Regions from separate parts of the Macaca mulatta genome. Here region 2 is linked to region 1. Evidence: chromatin contacts called from public Hi-C data. All regions are on one chromosome and are shown on one strand. The core of a region is the stretch at or near the end of the contact, and the rest is flanking DNA. Distances in the headings are between cores, read along the strand shown. Region 1 holds the start of NDUFB7 (NADH:ubiquinone oxidoreductase subunit B7). Region 2 holds the start of ZNF333 (zinc finger protein 333).

Region 1 (7,091 bases), core at 157-2,656:
ACCCTGTCTCAAAAAATAATAATATAATAATAATTGTATTTATGAATAACTTTTATTTAAATCAAATTTATCAAAATATTTCTTGGACAGGCGCGGTGGTTCATGCCCGTAATCTCAGCATTTTGGGAGGCTAAGGCAGGAGAATCACTTGAGGTCGGGAGTTCAAAACCAGCCTGGCCAGCATGGCAAAAACCCCCTCTCTACTAAAAATACAAGAATTAGGCCGGGCGCGGTGGCTCAAGCTTGTAATCCCAGCACTTTGGGAGGCCGAGACGGGTGGATCACGAGGTCAGGAGCTCGAGACCATCCTGGCTAACACGGTGAAACCCCCTCTCTACTAAAAAATACAAAAAACTAGCCGGGCGAGGTGGTGGGCACCTGTAGTCCCAGCTACTCGGGAGGCTAAGGCAGGAGAATGGCGTAAACCCAGGAGGCGGAGCTTTCAGTGAGCTGAGATCCGGCCACTGCACTCCAGCCTGGGCGACAGAGCGAGACTCCGTCTCCAAAAAAAAAAAAAAATACAAGAATTAGCTGGGTGTGGTGGCTGACGCCTGTAATCCCAGCTACTCAAGAGGCTGAGACAGGAGAATCATTTGAGCCCAAGAGGTGGAGGTTGCAGTGAGCGGAGATGGTGCCAGTACACTCCAGTCTGGGCGACAGGTACTGTGTCTCAAAAAAAAAAAAAAAAAAATTATTAAAGTAACTTTATTCAAAAGTACATACATTAACGATATAATCGATATTGCGCCTTTTTTTTTTTTTTTTTTTTTTTTTTTTGAGACTCTCGCTCTGTCGCCCAGGCTGGTGTACAGTGGCGCGATCTCGGCTCACTGCAAGCTCCGCCTCCCAGGTTCACGCCATTCTCCTGCCTCAGCCTCCTGAGTAGCTGGGACTACAGGCGCCGCCACCACACCCGGCTGATTTTTTATATTTTTAGTAGAGACGGGGTTTCACCGTGTTAGCCAGGATGGTCTCGAGCTCCTGACCTCGTAATCCGCCCACCTCGGCCTCCCAAAGTGCTGGGATTACAGGCATGAGCCACCGCGCCCGGCCGATATTGTGCCTTTTTTTAAGAGAAATTTTAATGTTTTAGAAGAAAAAACTTTTTGGAAAATGATATGAAAAATAATTTTAATACGTGCTTTAGCCTCGGGCTACCAGAAGAGCCCCAGATAGGGTCGAGGGAGGCCTCAGTCCTACATCTTCCCCTTCTACTTTGCCCAGATGGATTTCCACGCTCAGGGAAGTCCCCTCTCGGGTCCAAGCACATCCTGCGAGGGGACGCAGCACTTGTCCCGCCTCCGCCTGTCCGCGAGGTGACGCCAGGCGGACCGGAGCGATCCTCTGGAGTCCTTCATCTCTATGCTCTCCGCAGCCGCCTAAGCGACCCGGAAGCCGTGTCTAGCTGAGGGGTCAGTGGTTCCGGGTAGGAGCTGGGTGACCCTCGGCTGCTGCAGGAACCTGCAGCGACTGCAGCCATGGGGGCGCACCTCGTCCGGCGCTACTTGGGCGATTCCTCGGTGGAGCCCGACCCCTTGCAGATGCCAACTTTCCCGCCCGACTACGGCTTGCCCGAACGCAAGGAGCGCGGTGAGGCCCAATGCGCAGGCGCGACCAGAGGGCGTGGGGCGCGGGCGCCTGACCCCCGAACCCCTGGAACCCCAAGACTGGGCTCTAACCTCAGGTGTTGTGTCTGGGTTTGGGTCTAGACTAGGAGTCCAGAGGACGTGCGTGTCCCCGCCTGAGGGTGGAGGCGTTCCAGGCCAAGGGCACGGCTTGAGTAAAAGCCAGGGTGCAAAAGTGAGACAAGTAGGGGATCGGGCAGGAGTGCGGCGCGCAGAGCTCAGTCGAGTCTTTTTTTTTTCTTTTGAGACAGAGTCTCGCTTTTTCTTTCAGGCTAGAGTGCAGTGGCGTGGTCTCGACTCACTGCAGCCTCCACCTCGCAGGTTCAAGCGATTCTCCTGCCTCAGCCTTGCGAGTAGCTGGGATTACAGATGGGCACCACCACGCCCGGCTGATTTTTTGTATTGTTAGTAGAGACGGGGTTTCGCTATGTTGACCAGGCTGGTCTTGAACTCCTGACCTCAAGTGATCCGCCTGCCTCGGCCTCCCAAAGTGCTGGGATTATAGGCGTGAGCTACCACTCCCGGCTTCGGGCCGAGTCTTGGGAGATGTGGGGAGTCACGGGAGGGCAGGGACATGTTCATTGTACCCCTTTCCTAATGTCGCTGCAATTGTGGTGCATGCACAAGAAAATAAGGAAGATTCGCGCCGCGAATACCGTCCTGCAAAGTGCTTTGTTTTGCTTTGAGATGGGATCTTGCTCTGTTGTCCAGGCTGAGTGCAGTGGTGCAATCACAGCTCACTGCATCCTCGACCTCCTGGGCTCAAGCTATCCTCCTGCCTCAACCTCCCGAGTAGCTGGGACTACAGGAGCGTGCCAGGATGCCAAGCTGATTTTTTATTTTTTGTAGAGATGGGGGTCTTGCTGTTGCCCAGGCTGGTGTCAAACTCCTGGGCTCAAGCGATCCTTCTGCCCAGCCTCCCAAAGTGCTGGGATTGCAGATGTGAGCCACTATGCCCAGGATGGTTTTTTGGTTCATGTTTGTTTTTGCTTTTAATGTAGTAATATCACAGGCATACCGAGAGCCAGCTCTGGGCCACCTCCCACATTAGGAACCGCGGATACAGCAGGGAACTGGAAGGATGCAGGCACTGTCTCCAGAGAACTCACAGCACAGTGGGAAGGATTGTGGAATCAGGCAGAGCTGGATGGTGTCAAGGCAGGCTTCCAGTAGGCAGAGACTGGAAACAAAGACGTGAAGGGTGGCCAGGCACGGTGGCTCATGCCTGTAATCCCAGCACTTTGGGAGGCTGAGGCGGGCAGATCACCTAAGGTCAGGAGTTCGAGACCAGCCTGGCCAACATGGTGAAATACTGTCTCTACTAAAAATACAAAAATTAAGGCCGGGCACGGTGGCTCATGCCTATAATCCCAGCACTTTGGGAGGCCGAGATGGGCAGATCATGAGGTCAGGGATTCAAGACCATTCTAGCCAATATGGTGAAACCCTGTCTCTACTAAAAATACAAAAATTAGCTGGGGGCATGGTGGTGCGCACCTGTAGTCCCAGCTACTCAGGAGGCTGAGGCAGGAGAATCACTTGAACCCAGGAGGAGGAGGTTGCAGTGAGCTGAGATCACACCACTGCACTCCAGCCTGGGCAACAGAGCAAGACTCCATCTCAAAATATATATATATATAAAAATTAGGCTGGGCACGGTGGCTCACGCCTGTAATCCCAGCACTTTGGGAGGTCAAGGTCAGTGGATCACCTGAGGTCAGGAGTTCAAGACCAGCCTGGCCAACATGGTGAAACCCTGTCTCCCAAAAATACAAAAATTAGCCGGGTGTGGTGGTGCGTGCCTGTAATCCCAGCTGTCTGGGAGGCTGAGTCAGGAGAATTGGCTGGAACCCGGGAGGCAGAGACTGCAGTGAGCCGAGATCGGGCCACCACACTCCAGCCTGGGTGACAGAACAAGACTCTGTCTGGAAAAGAAAAAAAAGATGTGAAGGGCCACGAGTAGGGGTTGACCAAAGAGAGGTGGCAGAGCCAAAACTTCTAAACAGAGGAGGGACACAGTCAGGTTTGGTCAGTCAAAAGGTCCCGCTGTCTGCTGAGCGGGCGACAAGCTTGAGACAGACACCTCTAAGCAGCCTGGATTTGAGAGAAAGTTGGGAGATGGTATAATCGCTCCAGTGTCCTCACTCCAGGCAGTCTTTCCGCCCCAGCTGAACCTGCAGTCCATTGGTCCGTCCACCTCCCTCCCATTGCCTCACATACCTTGCTTTGCCCAAGATCAGCTTTGCAAACGCTAGCAACCTGCTGCCCTTCTCTCTCGCTTACTCTGGATAAACTCACCTCTTTCCCTTCCTTGGCGCCTATCCCCATGCAACTGAACATGATGCGGGAGAGATCAGAAAAAAACAGCTCTAAGCTAGGCAAAATGGCTCATGCCCAACGCTTTGGGAGGCCAAGGCAGGAGGAGTGCTGGAGGCCAGAAGTTCAAGAATAGCCTGGGCAACATAGCAAGACCCTGTCTCTACATTTTTTTTTTTTAATTAGCTGGGTGTGGTGGCACATTCCTGCAGTCCCTGCTGACTGGTCTCCCGATTGGTTCTCCAGTGGACTCTTCATGCTGCCTGGCCTTTCTATTACCTCCTGGATCCTTCACTCTCTCCCTCCCTCCTAGACCATTGTCCCCTGCCCTCTCTTTCCTCCTTTCCACCCCCTTTCAGCCAGTCACTTTGCTAACTGCAACATCCGCCTTGCTGGTTCAAGCAGTTCTCCTGCGTCAGCCTCCCGAGTAGCTGGGATTACAGGTGCGCACCACCGCACCTGGCTCATTTTTGTATTTTTAGTAGAGACAGGGTTTTACCATGTTGGCCAGGCTGATCTCGAACTCCTAACCTCAAGTGATCCACCCGCCTCAGCCTCCCAAAGTGCTGGGATTACAGGCATGAGCCACCACGCTCGGCCCATATTTATTTATTTGTTTATAGAGATGGGCTCTCACTCTGTTGCTTAGGCTGGAGTGCAGTGGTGCGGTTACCACCCACTGCAGCCTCAAACTCCTGGGTTCAAGCGATCCTCCCAAGTAGCTCTGCCTTCTCTGTGTGCACCACCGTGCCCAGACAGTTTTATTATTTTTTCTAGACATGGGATCTTTCTGTGCTCCCCAGGCTGGTCTCCCTAATACTTAAGCACTGCCAGACACGCTGTGGTGCTCTGTCTTCTGTCTGTTCTGTGTCTCCCTCCGAGGGCAGGGACCCTTGTGTGTTGTGTTCCGTGCTGTATCCCCACCACTAAGCACACAGTAGGCGGTCTAAAGTCCTTGCTGCTAGTTGATTATAAGTTTGAGACAAAAGAGGGAGGAGTCTAGGATTGCCACCTGGAGCTCCAAGTGCAGATAGGGAACAGCCAGGGGCTGCAGGTGATACCCAGGCCTAGGGCTCAAACGAGGTGTGGGGTGGAGGGACCACATCGGACTCATCTACCTAAGGGGTGGCAGCAGAGAAAAAGGATCTCAGACTGGGCGTGGGGGCTAGCACTTGTAATCCCAGCACTTTGGGAGGCCAAAGTGGGTGGATCACCTGAGGTCACGAGTTCGAGACCAGCCTGACTACCATGGCGAAACCCTATCTCTACTAAAAATACAAAAATTAGCCAGGCGTGGTGGTGGACGCCTGTGGCGTCCCAGCTACTCGGGAAGCTGAGGCAGGAGAATCGCTTGAACGTGGGAGACAGAGGTTGCAGTGAGCTGAGATCTTGCTACTGCCCTCCAGCCTGGGTGACAGAGTGAGACTCCATCTCAAAATAAAAGAAAAGAAGAAGGCTCTCAGAACAAAGCTTAACGCAAGGCAGCCATAGAGATGGGAGGAAACCTGGGAAGGCGGGATGTGGGAGGAGCCACAGGAAAGAAGGAAGTGGGAGGCTGGGGTCCTGGGCTGTTGGGTGGCCCTGTGAGAGCCCCTGTCTGGGCAGTGAGAGGGTGGGGCAGAAGCCAGAGAATGGAACAAGGGGCAGGAGAGGAGGACCTGGGCCTGAGTGGGATGAGGGAATCACGGCTGGGAAGCAGAGGGGAGAGAAGCCAGCCTGGGATGACTGCCATTGAGATGTGAGTATGTCTCCTCTCACTTGCGCAAATGGGAAGGAGCTGGGACTAAGAAAGATGTGGACGTCAGGAGGGCTAGGGAGGCTGGGTCTGAGGGAGGCAGCGGGGAACAAGTGCAGGATCGCCAGGCACAGGCTCCAGGGTGAATGTCCAGGGTTCCTCAGGCTCCCATCAGCCTCCTGAAGGTTGATTTGTCCGGAGTCAGGTTTGCTAGGTGAGTGCGGCACCGGGACCCAGATACTAGTCCAGCTGTCTTCTGAGCCCACGCCTAAGTATCTTACAGGTACTGTTAGCTCAGTGGATGCTCAGGTAACTTCCATGAGCTGATGGTCAGTTCTGAGGCTCAGAGAGAGGCCACGCCGCCGGCCAGTGCAGAGCCGGGACCCGGGCGGGTTGCAGACAAGAAAGGCTAGGAGTCTGACTGGAGCTGCAGGTGCGGGTGGAGTCTGAGGGGGTACTCTGGGAGAAGGTGGATTCTGAGAGCGGGGCTGTAGAGAGTTGGGGACGGGCATCCCTGCGGGAGGGGAGGCAAGGATCCAGCGCAGGATGTTGAGGTGCCTCAGGGTGATGGGGAGCCACCTTCTCCTATCTGGGCTTTCGTGTCTGGAGTTGCCTTTGTGCAAATTAGAAAAGGAGGCCCCTTCAGGACAGTGCGTCCATCAAAGGCATCTGCCATCCACTACCATCTGCCACCTGGATGTTAATGGGGGACACCCCGAGCCGTGGCTTCCTGATGCCGTGTGCCTGGGTCCCCTGGGGATCCCTGGAATTGGGGTGGGAGGCCTTCAGCCTGGTTGAGCCCTGCCCACTCGCTGCAGAGATGGTGGCCACACAGCAGGAGATGATGGACGCGCAGCTGAGTCTCCAGCTGCGGGACTACTGTGCCCACTACCTCATCCAGCTGCTCAAGTGCAAGCGCGACAGGTTCCCCAACTTCCTGGCCTGCAAGCAGGAGCAGCACGACTGGCACTACTGCGAGCACCGCGAGTGAGAACTCCCACACCGGCCCGCAGCACCCCACACCCCCAGCCTTCCACAACCCTGGCCCACCCAAGCACCCCACACCCCCAGCTCGCCCGAGCCCCCTGCCAACACCCACAGCCTGCACCCCACCCAGGCCCTGGCCCCTGGCAGGATGTGGCTCCAGAGGCCAGAGACCTGAACTGCCACTGAGGTTTCTAGCCGGGCCCCACCTTAGTCCCAGAGAGGGCTTTCTAGGGGCCTGTTGGATGGGGACAGGGCAGGTGGCTGAAGCCACCTAGGGGAGTGGCCAAGCCCAGGTTCCAGCGGGAAGCCCTATCATCTGCGTGGACAGACCCCAGACCTAAACCACAGGCACTCGGGTCTGTCTTCTTCAGAGGCCTCCCCCACAGTGCTGTGGGACAGCCCCTCTACTTCCCAGGGCTTGGAAGGCG
Region 2 (7,272 bases), core at 4,343-6,842, 120 kb before region 1:
AGCAATGCCCACTCCTGGATGAACTCCACCGCCACATCCTCCAAGGTGACTGATTACTAAAACAGCACACACGTTCTGGCTCGGCAAAGACCGCCCCCACCAGTGAGCAGAATGACTGGTTATCACTGGAGAAGAGAAAATGTTCAGACACGGCAGGCGTGGAAAATCCAGCCCAACGCCTATTTTTGTAAATAATGTTTTCTTGGCACACAGCCACGTGCATTTATTTACAATGCGTCAATGGCTGTTTGGAGGCCACAACGGCAGAACTGAGTAGCTGTGACAGAGATCACATGGGCCACCAAGCTGAAATGTTCACTTTCTTTCAACATTTGGACAAATCCTAGAGTGTACGTTTTGGCTCTCTGTGTAACTCCACTGACTTGTGATGCCAGAGCCTGTCCTTCCGGGCTTACAGAGTTTTTCCTAAACTCCTTATCACAAATTGGCACAGCATCACAAATTTGGGCTTGACCGCTTAATTTCTGTGAACTCTCTGGGATTCCCCAAGACTTATGTCCTTAATAATCTTTCATACTTGTGAAAGTAGGACTTCCATTGCATCTCAGAGTCTTTTTTTTTTTTTTTTGAGACAGAGTCTTGCTGGAGTGCAGTGGCGCAATCTCGGCTCACTGCAACCTTCACCTCCCAGGTTCAGGTGATTCTCCTGCCTCAGCCTCCCAATTAGCTGGGATTACAGGCGCGCGCCACACGCCCAGCTGTTTTTTTGTATTTTCAGTAGACAGAGCTTCACCATGTTGGCCAGGCTGGTCTTGAACCCCCAGCCTCAAGTGATCTGCCCGCCTCGGCCTCCCAAAGTGCTGGGATTACAGGCATGAGCCACCACGCCCAGCCTCATCTGAGAATCTGTATGGCCTTTTAGTTGCAGAATTCTTCAGAGCAGCGCTGTCCAACAGACATCACTCTCTGCTGATGGGAATGTTCCATGCCTGCGCTTTCCAGAAAGGGGCTACCAGCTACATGTGGCTGTTGAGCACTTGGGCAATGTGACTGGGGCGACTGAGAAACTGAGCACTTTAAACTTTTTAATTTTTTTTTTTTTTTAAGAGACAGGGTTTTACTCTGTAGCTTAGGCTGGAGTACAAGCTCACAATCCTAGCTCAACGCAGCCTCAATCTCCTGGGCTCAAGCTATCATCCTACCTCAGCCTCCCAAGTAGCTACGATTCCAGACACACACAACCATGCCCGGCTAAATGTATTGAATCTTAATTCATTTAAGCTGAATTTATATTTCTATGGCCACATGTGTTTTCGATAGGTCTAACCAGGGATGGCAAGGCTGGCCCTGGAGGAGCTCCGCTCAGAGCCCTGGGGTCTGCTGTGGGGCTCTTCCTCCATGCCAGCTTCCCTCTAGACGTCGGGCACAGAAGGACGTCCCCAGGTCCCCTAGGGCAGGGATGAGGCTGCTCCTCACTCGCCCTCCCCTTTCTTCCTCAGTTGGGCAGGGAAGTGGGGAGAGAGACGACAGGGCCCAGAGGACATAGTTATCCTATGTATCCACCCCTTCAACCACAGGAGCCCCCAGCTTCCTCACCATGACACTGGAGCCAGGGTTTGAGGTCGCAGTCGGTGTCCTCCCTGCAATAAAAGAGACACTGAGGTAAAAGAAGGGGAGAGGACGGAAGCAGAGCATTTTGGGGGGTCTTCAGCAGAGTGGCCACAATAAAAACCCTTACAACAGGACATCTGCCTCCATAAGCAACATGTTGGGCCCCAAGCCCCCTTTCAAACAATAGCGCCTAGTGACTTCTACTGACTCTTCCCATGTCATCAAAGGACCATTTTAACTCCTAGCTGCCCTCAAAATACCTCTAAGAACATCTACTTTCCCTCCACTGCCTATATGAAGGTGTGATTTGACATTTATCTCTTAAATGATTATTGCCTGTCTCTCTCCAACTATTTTTAAACTTTTTTTTTTTTTTGAGTCTCACTCTGTTGCTCAGGCTGTAGTGCAGGGGCGTGATCTCGGCTCACTGCAACCTCGTCTCCCAGGTTCAAGTGATTCTCCTGACTCAGCCTCCCAAGTAGCTGGGATTACAGGCATGCACCACCACGCCCGGCTAAGTTTTGCACTTTTAGTAGAGATGGGGTTTCACCCTTTTGGCCAGGCTGGTCTCAAACTCCTGACCTCAGGTGATCCACCTGCCTAGGCCTGCCAAAGTGCTGGGATTACAGACGTGAGCCATCGCAACCAGCCTGATGTAAACTTTTTAAGTATAGACCTGTATCTACTTTTTTCACAACTCCACATCCAGTCACTAGCACAGTGCTTAATGAATACTAAGTGCTTTACATATTAGGGGGTGGTAAACTTTTTCTGCAAAGGGCTAAGTAATTAATGTCTTAGGATTTGTGAGCCATATGGTCTCTGATGAAACCACTTAATTATATGGTCACAGGGCAAAAACAGCCACATGAACAAATGTGTTCCAATAAAACTTTATTTATATAAGCCAGCATCAGACCAGATTTGGCCCACTGGCCACAGTTTGCAGACCCCGCTTACGTGCTAAAGAGAATGCATCCATCATCAAATTCTCTCAATTCTACCTCCTGCAGGCATCTCAAACATTCCAACTTTTCCAATTCCACAATCATCAAGGCCCAGCTACCATCATCCAAGCCCTGAACTTCTCCAGCCTCCCATATGGACTCTGCATTCATCCTTGTCCATCCTAAACTCCATGCTCAATCCAGGAGCTAGTGTTTTGTTTACATCACAAACATAATAATGTCACTCCTCTACTTCAAACTTCAGTGACTTCCCCCTGGCCTTAGAATGAGGTCCAGGTGGCCAGGCACAGTGGCTCACACCTGTAATCTCAACACTTTGGGAGGCCGAAGTCGGCGGATCACTTGAGGTCAGCAGTTCAAACCAGCCTGACTAATATGGTGAAATCTCGTCTCTACTAAAAATACAAAAAGTAGCCAGGCATGGTGGCACACACCTGTAACCCTAGCTACTCGGGAGGCTGAGGCAGGAGAATTGCTTGATCCCAGGAGGAGAAGGCTGCAGCGAGCACTGGAGTGCCACTGCACTCCAGCCTGGCTGATGGAGTGAGACTCTGTCTCAAAAAAGACTCTGTCTCAAAATTAAAAAAAGACAATATGATACCACAAAAATCAAATATAATAACAACTTAAAATGCCTGTCTTTCATAAGACATAATCACACAGTTTCAGGTATCTTTAAGAAACAATACTAATTCTTTTTGGCAGGGCGCTGTGGCTCACGCCTGTAATCCCAGCACTTTGGGAGGCCGAGGCGGGCGGATCACGAGGTCAGGAGATCGAGACCATCCCGGCTCACACAGTGAAACCCCATCTCTACTAAAAATACAAAAAAAATTAGCCGGGCCTCAGGAGGCAGAGGCAGGAGAATGGCGTGAATCTGGGAGGCGGAGCTTGCAGTGAGCAGAGATTGTGCCACTGCATTCCAGCCTGGGTGACAGAGCGAGACTCCGTCTCAAAAAATAAAAATAAATATAAATATTTTTAAAAAGTATTAATTCTTTTTAAAAAGGCAAGGCAAGCGCATATATTCTTTTTGGAAACAAACACTTCACTCATAAAACTGAAGCCTGATGCATGATTTTCCTCTGAAGTTAATTTTTTCCTCATTTCTCAGTAGACATGAGCTTTAATCCCATTATTAAAAAAGACATCCCAGGCCGGGCGCGGTGGCTCAAGCCTGTAATCCCAGCACTTTGGGAGACCGAGACGGGCGGATCACGGGGTCAGGAGATGGAGACCATCCTGGCGAACACGGTGAAACCCCGTCTCTACTAAAAAAAATACAAAAAACTAGCCGGGCGACGTGGCGGGCGCCTGTAGTCCCAGCTGCTCGGGAGGCTGAGGCAGGAGAATGGCGTAAACCTGGGAGGCAGAGCTTGCAGTGAGCTGAGATCCGGCCACTGCACTCCAGCCTGGGCGACAGAACGAGACTTCGTCTCAAAAGAAAAAAAAAAGACATCCCAATTCAAAATGGCCAACTCAATTTGAATTTCCACTACTTGCAAAGTTTATATCGTCTTTTCCCTGAAGTCCCATTAGTTTTGAAGCTCCGTGATTCACATGCTTAGGGGAAGGACTGGAGCCAACTTGAAAAGATTTGAATAACAGTCTTACTTTTCCTTGATAATAATATTTGTGAAATAACTGAGAAACAACTTTTCTTAAGACACCCTCACCTCACAGTGAAAAACTTGATGCCCAGAGCAGAAGTAAAAGTCGTCTCAAACATAGAAAATAAAGAAAAAAAAAGTTAAAACTCCTCTTTTTGCTGCTGTTTTTGTTTTTGGGACGGAGTCTTGCTCTGTCACCCAGGCTGGAGTGCAGTGGCATGATCTCGGCTCACTGCAACCACTGCCTCTGGGGTTCAAGCGATTCTCCTGCCTCAGCCTCCTAAGTAGTTGGGATTGCAGGTGCCCGCCACTACTCTCGGCTAATTTTTGTATTTTAGTAAAGACAGGGTTTCACCATGTTGGCCAGGCTGGTCTCGCACTCCTGACCTCAGGTGATCTGCCCGCCTCGGCCTCCCAGAGTGCTGGGATTACAGGAGTGCGCCACCAAGCCTGGCCAAAAGCTTTCTTATGAGAAAGAAAAAGTTAAAGAAAGGAAGAGATGCAAAGCCAGGCTAACAGATATTAAGCTAAAATACTTCAAATTGTCAGTCACCAAAAGAAATCTCTCGTCATCCAATTCATTCCTTAATAGAAAGATGCACTCAATTTTTTAAGTAAATTTGGCCAATCAAACCAGTTTGCACAGGTAGACCCAGACCTCACTTTCCAGTTGCAAAGCTAGATAATAGTAAGTATCGTATCAAATAAAACGTGGATTACTAATTTGCAGTTATCTTGCATACTATAGGCAAGGTAGGGCCCTCTTTATGCACTTCCCCTAAAAATTGGAAAGGACAGGTGAGGGCTGGGGCCGGTGTCACCACATTCCTGAGCCGTGGGACCTGGACTGTTTGGGATTTCCCTTTTGATAGGATGACAGCCCTGTCTGCCCGGACGGGGGGTACCTGAGAGCGACAGACCGGGCGGTGGGCGCCCAGATGCGAGGCCCCGGCTGTGTGGGCCTCATGCCGGCCGGGGGATGATCGCAGGGAGGAAGCACCTCAGACAGGCGGAGCTATTCTAGGCCCTCCAGCCCCTCCCCGCGCCGGCCGAGCCCTCCCCGCCCTCCCGAGGGGCCGGGCCACACCTGCAGACCAGCCGGAGACACTCCCACCGCACCGCGCCGCGCCGCGCGGCGCCGCGCAGCACAGCTCAGCCGCCGTCTGCCGCCACCGCGCTCACTTCCGCTTCTGGTCTCGGGGCCGCCGGGAACGGAAGTGGCTGTGGCTCCGTCTGTAGTGGCCAGAGTAGCCTTAGGCGGCGGCAGAAAAACTAACATTTTCTTTAGCCTCCAAGGCGAAATTCTAGTATTCTTACCCGGGGGATGAGGTTAGGCTCTGGAGTGGGGTCCCACAGAGCATGGAGGGTGGTGCTGGGGGCGGAGCCTATGTCCGAGGGACGGGGATAGGGGTGGGGCTTAGGGCCCAGGGTCAAAAGTGGGGCGGGGCCTGTGCTCGGGGGCGGGGTGGGGTGTGGCTTGCCCTCCGAAGGCGGATGAGGGGGCTTGCACCCCAATGGCAGAGTTGGCTGGGCCTTGTTTTGGAGGGTGGTAGTAGGGGCGGGTCGGGCGCCCAAGGGGCAAAAATGGGCGGGCTTGTGCTTGGGGTGGGAATGGGAGCGGAGCTTGCACTCGGAGGGCGGGATGACGGGACCTGAGCTTGGAGGGTTGAGAGGGGACACCCGACCCTCCCCCAGGGTTCTTTAGGGATGCTCAATATTTAACTTACCCTTTTCTCCTTCCTTTTTCTCCAACCCCTTCCACCTTTATCCATGGGCTTCATCCAGTCCCCTTCAAAAATATACCCATACTTAAGATTGTTTTTGTATTTTTATATATGGCTCAATCGTAGGCAACGGGAGTTGGGGCGCCACCCTGTGCAGTGGAAAATTCACTTCTTTTGACTCCCCAAAAACTTACCTACTAATCTACTGTTAACCAGAAGCCTTACCAATAACAAAGTTAACACATATTTTGTATATTATATGTATTGTATGCCATATTCTTAAACTAAGCTCAGAGAAAAGTGTTATTAAGAAAATCATGAAGCAGATAAAATATATTTACTCTTCGTTACGTGGAAGTGATCATAAAGATCATAAAGGTCTTCAGCGCCAGCTTCACCTTGAGTAGGCTGAGGAAAGGGAGGGTTTGGTCTTGCTGTCCCAAGGAGAACAGGGGTGGAAAAAAAATCTGCCTATAAGGGGATAGTCATAATTCAAACCCTTGTTGTTCACGGGTCAGCTGTCTTTATTCCAAAAATAAGATGATGTATTTTTGTTTCTTCTACAGCTTGCCTTTCTCACTAAAAATAAGATATGTGAATCTAAGACATAGATTTTCTTTATATAGCCTGCTATTGGTGGGCATTTAAGTTAGTTCCATGTCTTTGCTATTGTGAGTAATGCTGCAACGAGCTTACACATGCATGTGTCTTTATGATAGAATGATTTATACTTCTTTGGGTATATATCCAGTAACGAGATTGCTGGGCCAAATGGTATTTCTGTTTTTAGGTCTTTGCGGAATCGCCACACTGTTTTCCATTGTTAACCCTATTTTAAATGTGAGAAAGTAAAGATTGAGTAAAATGAATCAACCTGACATAAAATCACCGAGCACAGAGACACATATCTTAAACATTTGTCGGATGGATGGATTTGCAAATGCATGAATGAATAAATATCACGATCAGGCCTCCTAACTCTCATTCTCATGCACTTGTCACTAAATTTAGCTTATTGACTTAATGAGTATCTTTGGGCCTGAATGTCCCAGAATAATAAAGATACAATAATAGATTTAAGGTGATGTAAAAAAGAACAAGTTAATGTCTCTGTAGGATTTGCCTCAACTCCTCATACCCGGAAGATCTAGACCTTCATCCATACTTCAACCCAGCTTCTTAAAGCCCAGCGTTTGAAGCTACTTTGGATTTCTTTTTCTTCAATCTTACCAGAAGATGGCACTATAATGTAAAGACTAAGCCCTCTGAGCTGGGCACGGTGGCTCACACCTGTAATCCCAGTGCTTTGGAAGGCCAAGGCAGGAGGATCACTTGAGGCCAGAAGTTCAAGACCAGCCTGGGCAATATAGCGAGACTCTTATCTCAATTTAAGAAAGA

Evidence for each region. A called contact is a pair of places that touch in the nucleus more often than the background predicts.
Region 2: a contact with region 1 is called in a Hi-C map of CD4 T cells, with 3 times the contacts expected there. The contact joins the promoter of ZNF333 here to the promoter of NDUFB7 in region 1. A contact is called at or near these places in 2 of 14 Hi-C or Micro-C datasets (CD4 T cells and liver).

What each region holds. Positions count from the first base shown.
Region 1 is chr19:15,180,822-15,187,912 of T2T-MMU8v2.0, reverse strand. It overlaps NDUFB7 (NADH:ubiquinone oxidoreductase subunit B7), which reads left to right and starts at 1,406. Exons shown (of 3, transcript NM_001194515.1): 1 at 1,406-1,590; 2 at 6,495-6,663. The coding sequence starts at 1,479.
Region 2 is chr19:15,308,796-15,316,067 of T2T-MMU8v2.0, reverse strand. It overlaps ZNF333 (zinc finger protein 333), which reads right to left and starts at 5,592. Exons shown (of 13, transcript XR_013409094.1): 1 at 5,468-5,592; 2 at 1,558-1,601; 3 at 1-56.